Regions from separate parts of the Gasterosteus aculeatus genome. Here region 1 is linked to region 2. A link is a contact called in public Hi-C data. All regions are on one chromosome and are shown on one strand. The core of a region is the stretch at or near the end of the contact, and the rest is flanking DNA. Distances in the headings are between cores, read along the strand shown.

Region 1 (3,645 bases), core at 230-2,729, 79 kb before region 2:
CGGGTAACTGAGGGAGTTTTTAGCACCACAAGGAGCCGAGATACGAGAAGAGGAGCGACGCCGGACGCGACCGCCAATGCTGACCAACCGTAATGTTTTTAAACCTTTCTGACGACTGCATGGCGACTGATCAAATGACAATTAACCGGAATGGCTGGATATCCAAAAAAAAAGAGAATTTTTGTCACACTATGAAATTATACAATGTGAATATATATAAAGAGATCACTTTTATTTGTGGATATTATGGGGGAAATGATTTGGTTAATAAAGTCCTTAGTCATGTTTGCACACATCTGGCTTTGATTCCTGTTAAACGGGTACGACAGGGAACTGACCATCCTTCTATTATCTAAGACGCGTAACCAACTGTTCGTCTCCAGGAATCATGCGAACAACTGCCACGTGTTTGATATCAAATTGACCTCAATTTTTTGTAACGTAGGTTCGTTGTTTCTTAGTGTTTGGGGCTTTTTAATGAGGCCAGAAATGTCTCCCTTCCTAAATTGTTAAACTAATGAATGATCACTTATGATTAATCCCGTCCCGTTAATCATGTCATGATCCCTCAGTTTTGTGTCATCACTTCTACTGATTCATTTAGAGGATTTCTACAGCAGTTTCAGTCAACGTGCATCACTTCCCCCTTTATTTCTGTTAATCCCGCTCGGTTTATCCCTCTTTTTTCTCTTTTTCTGTTTCACCAAGACACATGATTTTTGTACCTGCAGTTATACGTTTGTGTTTTCACGTATGAGAGCTAGTAGCCACAATACACTCAGACATCAAAAGGCTAAAAGGGCCTTTAAAATGTTTTTAAACCTGAGATTCTACACCTAAACATAGCATAACAGTCATAAAGCACCACGAGGGTCACACTTCTGTCACTGGCGACGTTAATAGATGACAAATGTCTTGCCAGAAGTTAAAGTGATGATGTCATCATCTGGTAGTCACAGTTTCTCAGCCTTTTTGGGCTGGTGCTATAAACTTACAATGCATATCGGCATATTAATTTAGTTAGGAAGAATAGTTCCATATAAAAGCAGACAGCGAGCTTTTATTTTATTGATTTCGCTGTCAAAAGATATCCACCGAGCGAGTACCGTGTGCACGTGTACGAGGTGCTTTCATGCACAGATGAATCTCAGCAAAGGGAGAGATTGTGAGAGGGGATTCGCCCCAATTCTCCCGGCTGCGTCCACAAAACACCAGCAGGAAGCGTAAAAAGGTTGGCGATGATGCGGCCATCAACAGATGGCGCTGTGCAGTCGCTAAATTGAGTCTGTTTGCAGCGAGCTGGAGGACTTTGAGCGATGTTCAGCACCAAAACTATTTGTATCAACCCGGAGAGAGACATCAAGGGCGACCCTGCAGTCTGCTCCTGGGTGTCGGCCATTTTGCAGGAGCACGCCACCCTGAAACGCGCTGAATTATTCATGCCCACTCTTGACGGGAACCTGTATCAGGTTTACTGTCACACTGATCCCACAGCGCTGCACGATGTGGATGAAAGAGCTGAGGCAGCGCCAACATCACACGTGTGCACATAAATATGCAAACGCGCACAAATGCACGACAGCAATCGTTTGGGAAATCAATGGCCACCGCCGCAGAATTAGAAGTATTTCTATCGCCTGCTCGAAAATGAAAAAACGTTATTTGTCTTTTTCTAGATGTTTGTGTCGGAGAGAGGAAACAAATGTAGCCGTACAAATAAAAGACATCTGCTGCATGTTGATCGCACAAAGGGAAACCTCATGCAGTCGCTATAAACAAACCAAAGAAAATGACCTCAGAGGGAGAGAGAGAGAAAATGTACGGTGAGTGAATTAACATGATTGCACTTTCTTTTTATATCGGTGCATTCCCCTCACTGGTGTGAGGTAGTGTAATGAAGATAGATAAGCGGCACACTGAGGAGACTTTGTGACTGTGTAGTTGCCCTCATACGTTAGGAGGAGGCAGATTGTTAGTGTGCGACTGGCCTCCTGCCTGCAGGCTGTTATCACACCTCCCACCGCCGCTCAGCAGCCACACACAAATGGAAATAGCAGTTTTCAAATCAAATAAGATGGTAGAATTGTCCCCAACCCCATTAAGGCCTGATGTCGGCCTCTAACTCAAGGGCCCCATCACCGACGGCAACTATCGCATATTTAAAACGAGAAGGGATTTTTAACGTGGATGTCCAACGATAAGCCTTCATAAAAGTTCATCTCATTTTGTTTTTTGGAATTGCCAATATTAAGTCGGTTTGGTGTGGATTTTCACCAGAAAAGACCAAAGAAGAAGCATTTATCTGTTTATCCCAGTGGACCATCGGCTGGTGCGCGTGATAGAGCGTGTGTGCGCTGCCCAGGTGTCGAGCTGTCCAGGTGCACACACTTTAAGACTCATCAGTGAACGTTGGCAGCTGCAAAGTGTGAAGAGGCTGCTCTACGACTAACGGGATGAAAGTGCGTCGACGGTAATCAGTCAACAACTGTTGCAACTTGCATGTTGACGCTAATCTGATAAAAACGAGACGTTCGAGAACTCGGTGATATGTGACACGCGACTCGACGCAACATGGCGGCGAGTCCCCCCACGAGCCGCCGCAGGTGAGAGGAAACCCTTCGGTCGTGGCCATCGTGGTCGTTGTGTGAAGGAAGGTGCTTTTGGGTCTTTAGATTTGTTCTGTTGTGCGTCAGCTTTGTGTTGTAAGACCACGTGTGAGATGTAAACTGCCTTTCTTGTCCGGATTCATGAATTACTTCTTTCTTTGTGTGAGATAATAATCTTCCTGTTCTGTTAGGACGGTGCTCATGATATGGAAGCTCTATATTGAATATTTAATTAATGACCGATCATTGCATGGATCAACTATAATGTGTTACTTTTGGCTATTTTAGCCGTTTATCTTGTTGATCTTTTGTATGTCCATAAACATTTAAAATAACTACGTTTTGCTAACTATTCAACCTTTCATCCAATATCTGGCTAACCAGTTTCCCCTTTTATTTTAGTTATCTATTTTGCATTTTCCCCAACATTTCTAATTACTACACCCTCTCCATTGTAGAATCTTCTTTAGGTTGTGCAGTCAGCAGCAAACGCTTTTAATACGAGAGCATTAAAACCAAATCGTCATTTTCGTCTTTCAAATGCGTTCCCGGGCGCGCTGTCAGCAGCTGTCCACAGCAGCTACTGGTGACCACCGCTGGGTGTGGATTTATTGCCGATGCAAAGCCTCCAAAGTGCACGGCATTTAATTGCGGTTGTGAAACATTCATTTAAAATTGATGGTCAGAGAAACAAAACCATTAACAAGGACGGCTTACACCTCGTGTGATGCATTCATCTGTTATTAATAAAGCTTCCCCTCGCCCGATGTCAGGTGAGATAAGTTGACCCGTCTTTCAGCTCCCTGCGCTCTATTGCATTTGTTTGTTGTGGAAAGATACAAAGATCCTCAGACGATCGCGGAAAGTAAAAAATCAAGATAAGTGCTCATTTGTTGGGTGATTAAAAATGGGCTTATTAATCAGAGCCGAAGGGTTTTTACACATCACTTGATTATCGCAATATTGATTCAGTTCGTCCTGCCGTTCTCTAATCACACTGTGCACAAGTAATTAAATCTAATCTAAGTAATTAAAAGCA
Region 2 (3,798 bases), core at 1,094-3,593:
GCTTCGTCGTTGTCTTTGCCAAAGGTCCTCGTGGCCACGGCGAAATCACGGCGATAGAACAATGGCTGCAGGACGGCACTTGCCCCAGGAGACATATTAACTGCTCCTTTCACAGGGAAGGATATTGCCTTTGTCATTATATTTTAAATCCCCGCTGTGACGCCGGCCAAAGTCTTTGAGTGTGACTACATTAGATCCCTTCTATTTGCCCCAAAATGACAAAAGCATACATTACTCCCCATTGAGGTGGATTACTCAAAGAAGGGCTTAGTGGCCTGGAGGCACGCCACATCCTCGTGAGGTTAATTCAACTTATTTGTTACATAAAAGGCTGTGGAGACGACGGTGAGGAAGGTATCGTACGTCTCAGGTACGGAATCATCTGCCGGGGGAGAAAGGTCACACCTGCTCCATGATAATCCCCAAGCTCTAAACCACAGCGGTGATTTGCAACGGTCCACAATGAGTCGGGGGGATTACGCTGACTTCCAAATGAGTGACTTAGGGCCCCTTTTTGTTATCGCGCACAACCAGGCCTCCTGCGGCTCGGCGTGCTATAAAACAACGAACCCCTACGGCGGTGGCGCTCCAGAAACATCTTCTGCAGAATCCCTCTTTCCTGGTCAGACTTTTCACAACATTTCACTACTTTACCTCCAACAACACGGCATCGGCCTCTCTGAGGTGGAACTTCGTCCCTCTTCTGGATATAAGCTGGTCTCACGCTGTGTGATGGTTTTAAAATCGTATCATTTTAATTGGGCTTTGTACGATTTCTTGAGCTAATTGAATTGCTTCCACCTTTAGACTTAAAAAAAAGGAGTAGTTTAACTTTTTTGGAAATTATGTCCAGCTTCTTTTATGCAGATAAATAAATGGGAAGAGCGACTCCACTCTATTGACAGCTGGTTAAATGTAAGCTAAAGCCATTCATTAGCTTAGCTGAGCAGTTGGCTTGGCTCCGTCTGAAGATAACAATAAATGCCGATAAAGTTTGCTTAACCGGTACAAAAACGTTGGCGTAACAATGTCTAATGAGACAGAATGTTAAATAGTGTGTTTCAGAAGGTGACAGTATTCTAAGATCCCTTTCCAGCTGGACCGAAAACACCCACTAGCATCTTGTCTTTAGTGGGAAAGGTCACGATCTGAATTTATTCCCGGTTGAATGACTCGGCAGTTGTGAGAGGTATTAATCCTCTCAGCTCGGATCCACAGGGAAGGAAACGCAACACCTGGGAGGATACGAAAGGCTTGTCGCCTCCGTCTGCAATTCTTCTTCACGTTAGCCACAAATGCTGTAATGTAACTAGCCCGTCTTTCTGTCAGGTAAATGTATTCACAAAATGTTTTCCTTATATAAGTATATACATTATAGAAAATATTAATACAGTAGGCTATATACTGCACATATATAAGCATAATTCAATATATTTTCATATCCAAACATTATAATTAATTTACAGCTGTTTGGAGCCCTTCTCAATTGGGGCTCCAGGCTGTCTACCTTCTGCCTAATATTAAATTCTGCCCCAGGTTTCTGCAGCTCTACTATGTCATAGCAGCAGTATTGCTAAAGGACCCGAGGAAGCGGACAGTGAAGTTGTTTGCATGAGCCGTTCTCCAGAACTCCGCGAGCAGCAAAACCGCAATCATCATCTGATGAATCATCTGGCAGGAACCTGGTGTGAGTCACGACTTCCGCGTTCCCCGAGGTACCTTTTCACACGCAGTTTGACGGCTTGTCCAGGATCGCCACACTAAACAAACGTCAACTCATCTGCATGTCTCAATGGGCTTCATAAGATCAACCGACCAGGTTATGGTGAAACCCGGGACTGGAATGGTCCCTTTATTGATCCGTGTAGATACCTATTTTTAATTAACCTGTTTTCCGTCCTGTAAAATAATCAACCAGGAGAGTAAAGACCAACAGTCCGTCAAGGTGGAACTGCTGTTTCCTGGCTGATGGTTTATGGAGGAGGTATTTTTTGGGGGGGGTTTCCATTCGTGGCTACATCTGTATTATTTGTGAAAAAGGCAATAATTCCAGAAGGGAAGCTGACACAGACATTGGGGATTTGCGGTTACCACAAACGCTTACGCTTTTGGGGCCAGATTTCAGGAATTCACATGCCAATTTAGACAATTTCAGTAGAATAAAATGATGAAGTGCTATCAACAAAATTCTACTTTGTTCCACAAAGAATAACATAAATATGTACTGTATGTTTGAAGCAAAAATAAACTTGCTACTCCAGTTGCACTTGGACTGGAAAAGCCACTCAGTCAAGTTACAGTAATTGCGGTGACAGATGTGTCTTCGCACTGTTTGACTGGTGAAGCGTCTCGCTCAGGCTCAACCCTGCAGTTTGTATCCAGGGGCAGCATTAATAGTCCTTCCTCCTGGTGACTTGTCCCAGTTTTACTGATTCAAACCTCCAACCCTGCAGTCATACGGTCCACATATGTACATCCCGCATCTGTGCTGTCGCAGCCTCCTGAGGAGAAAAAGCTTTGTGCAGACATCTAATGTTCCGCCTTTGTCAGAAAAATATATTGCGTGTCCTCGATGAAGGGCAGCGCGAGGCAGCGCCGAGTCACAGCGGGTAACCGCCCATTTCTTCATTATACTTTAATCACGGTTTCTGGATTGGAAAAGGTGTCGTGGGGAAGTGGCGTTTTTTTTTCTTTTTTTTAAGTAAGTAAAAAAAAAGCACATACGTGCTTGTCTCCTTCGTCTGAGCCAGAGGACGGTGCAGATACAGAGCAGGAGGAGCAGCAGAAGAGCAGAGAGGGAGGACATTATTGCCAGGGGCACCACGCTGCAGACATCTTCCTCCTTCTCCCGCCCCACCTCTACAACTGAGGAGAAAAGGTCACATCAGTAACTTGAAAGAGAAGCGGTGTCGTTACCTCGTAACTCAATTACAGATTTGCAGACGCGGCGCAAAGAAAGCTGTGTTCAGCCTTGCGTTTAATATGCTGCTGTGTGAGCGAGGGAGTGGGTTTCATGAAAGTGTCACAACGACAAATGGAACATCACTGAGATAATGATGTCGTGTTTGTATTCTGAGCCTTAGAGAGCTTCTCTCATGTGACGCAAACGCATGCAGTCAGAGATCTGCCGCCTCTTTTCTGATCCCCTTCTCCTCTTCAAAAATAATGCTGAGTGATGATTAACAGGCTTCCCAAAAAGAGGGAGGGACCAAAAAATAAACAAGGGACAGTGAAACACACAAAGAGACCGATTCAAATACACGAGAAGGAAGGTAAAGTGTGCGTTTAATGTTGCGTCCTCTCACCCACTGTCAGACGGGCGCAGCTCTTCAGTGGCGTGAGCAGGGCAGACACGGACGCCAGACAAGACACATCTGAGCTCTTCGTTGCCATGATGTTGAGTTTGGTCGTTTCACTGCTGCTGATGTGTTTTGTCTCTTTCCCCTCAATGCCAAATACCAGAGAGAATTAGTTTAGTAGTTATTGTGTAAACCAGTGGTCCCCAACCACCGGGCCGCGGGCCCTTTGGTACCGGGCCGCACCACAGAAAGATTTTTTTTTTCTTTTTTTTTCTGAAAAATGTTTTATTTTGAAAATTTACACGGCAGTTTTGCCCACCAGCGAACACAGAGTGTGCGACTACTACACCCCCCCCGTCGGTTGTTCCGCCCGCAACGACTACTACCCCTCCCGTTATTCCGAGACCTTTTTGACCGGTCCGCGAAATATTGTCTGACATGGAAACGGTCCGTGAGGTAAAACAGGTTGGGGACCACTGGTGTAAACACTCAAAACAGA

Evidence for each region. Hi-C and Micro-C count contacts between places; a contact is called where the count stands out from the background.
Region 1: a Hi-C map of skeletal muscle shows a contact between it and region 2, with 3 times the contacts expected there. The contact joins two enhancer-like sites. A contact is called at or near these places in 3 of 6 Hi-C or Micro-C datasets (liver, skeletal muscle and whole body).

Annotation. Positions count from the first base shown.
Region 1 is chr1:5,125,270-5,128,914 of fGasAcu3.hap1.1, reverse strand. dscamb (Down syndrome cell adhesion molecule b) reads left to right here. Exons shown (of 33, transcript XM_040181326.2): 33 at 1-296. Among protein-coding and RNA genes, the nearest start is that of pcp4b, 30 kb to the right of the region's middle. Within about 2 kb of position 1,479, at least 2 of the 9 cell types and tissues checked have open chromatin away from gene starts, as enhancers often do.
Region 2 is chr1:5,047,331-5,051,128 of fGasAcu3.hap1.1, reverse strand. igsf5b (immunoglobulin superfamily, member 5b) reads right to left here. Exons shown (of 10, transcript XM_078108847.1): 5 at 3,306-3,444; 6 at 2,725-2,865. Among protein-coding and RNA genes, the nearest start is that of LOC120817786, 18 kb to the right of the region's middle. Within about 2 kb of position 2,343, at least 2 of the 9 cell types and tissues checked have open chromatin away from gene starts, as enhancers often do.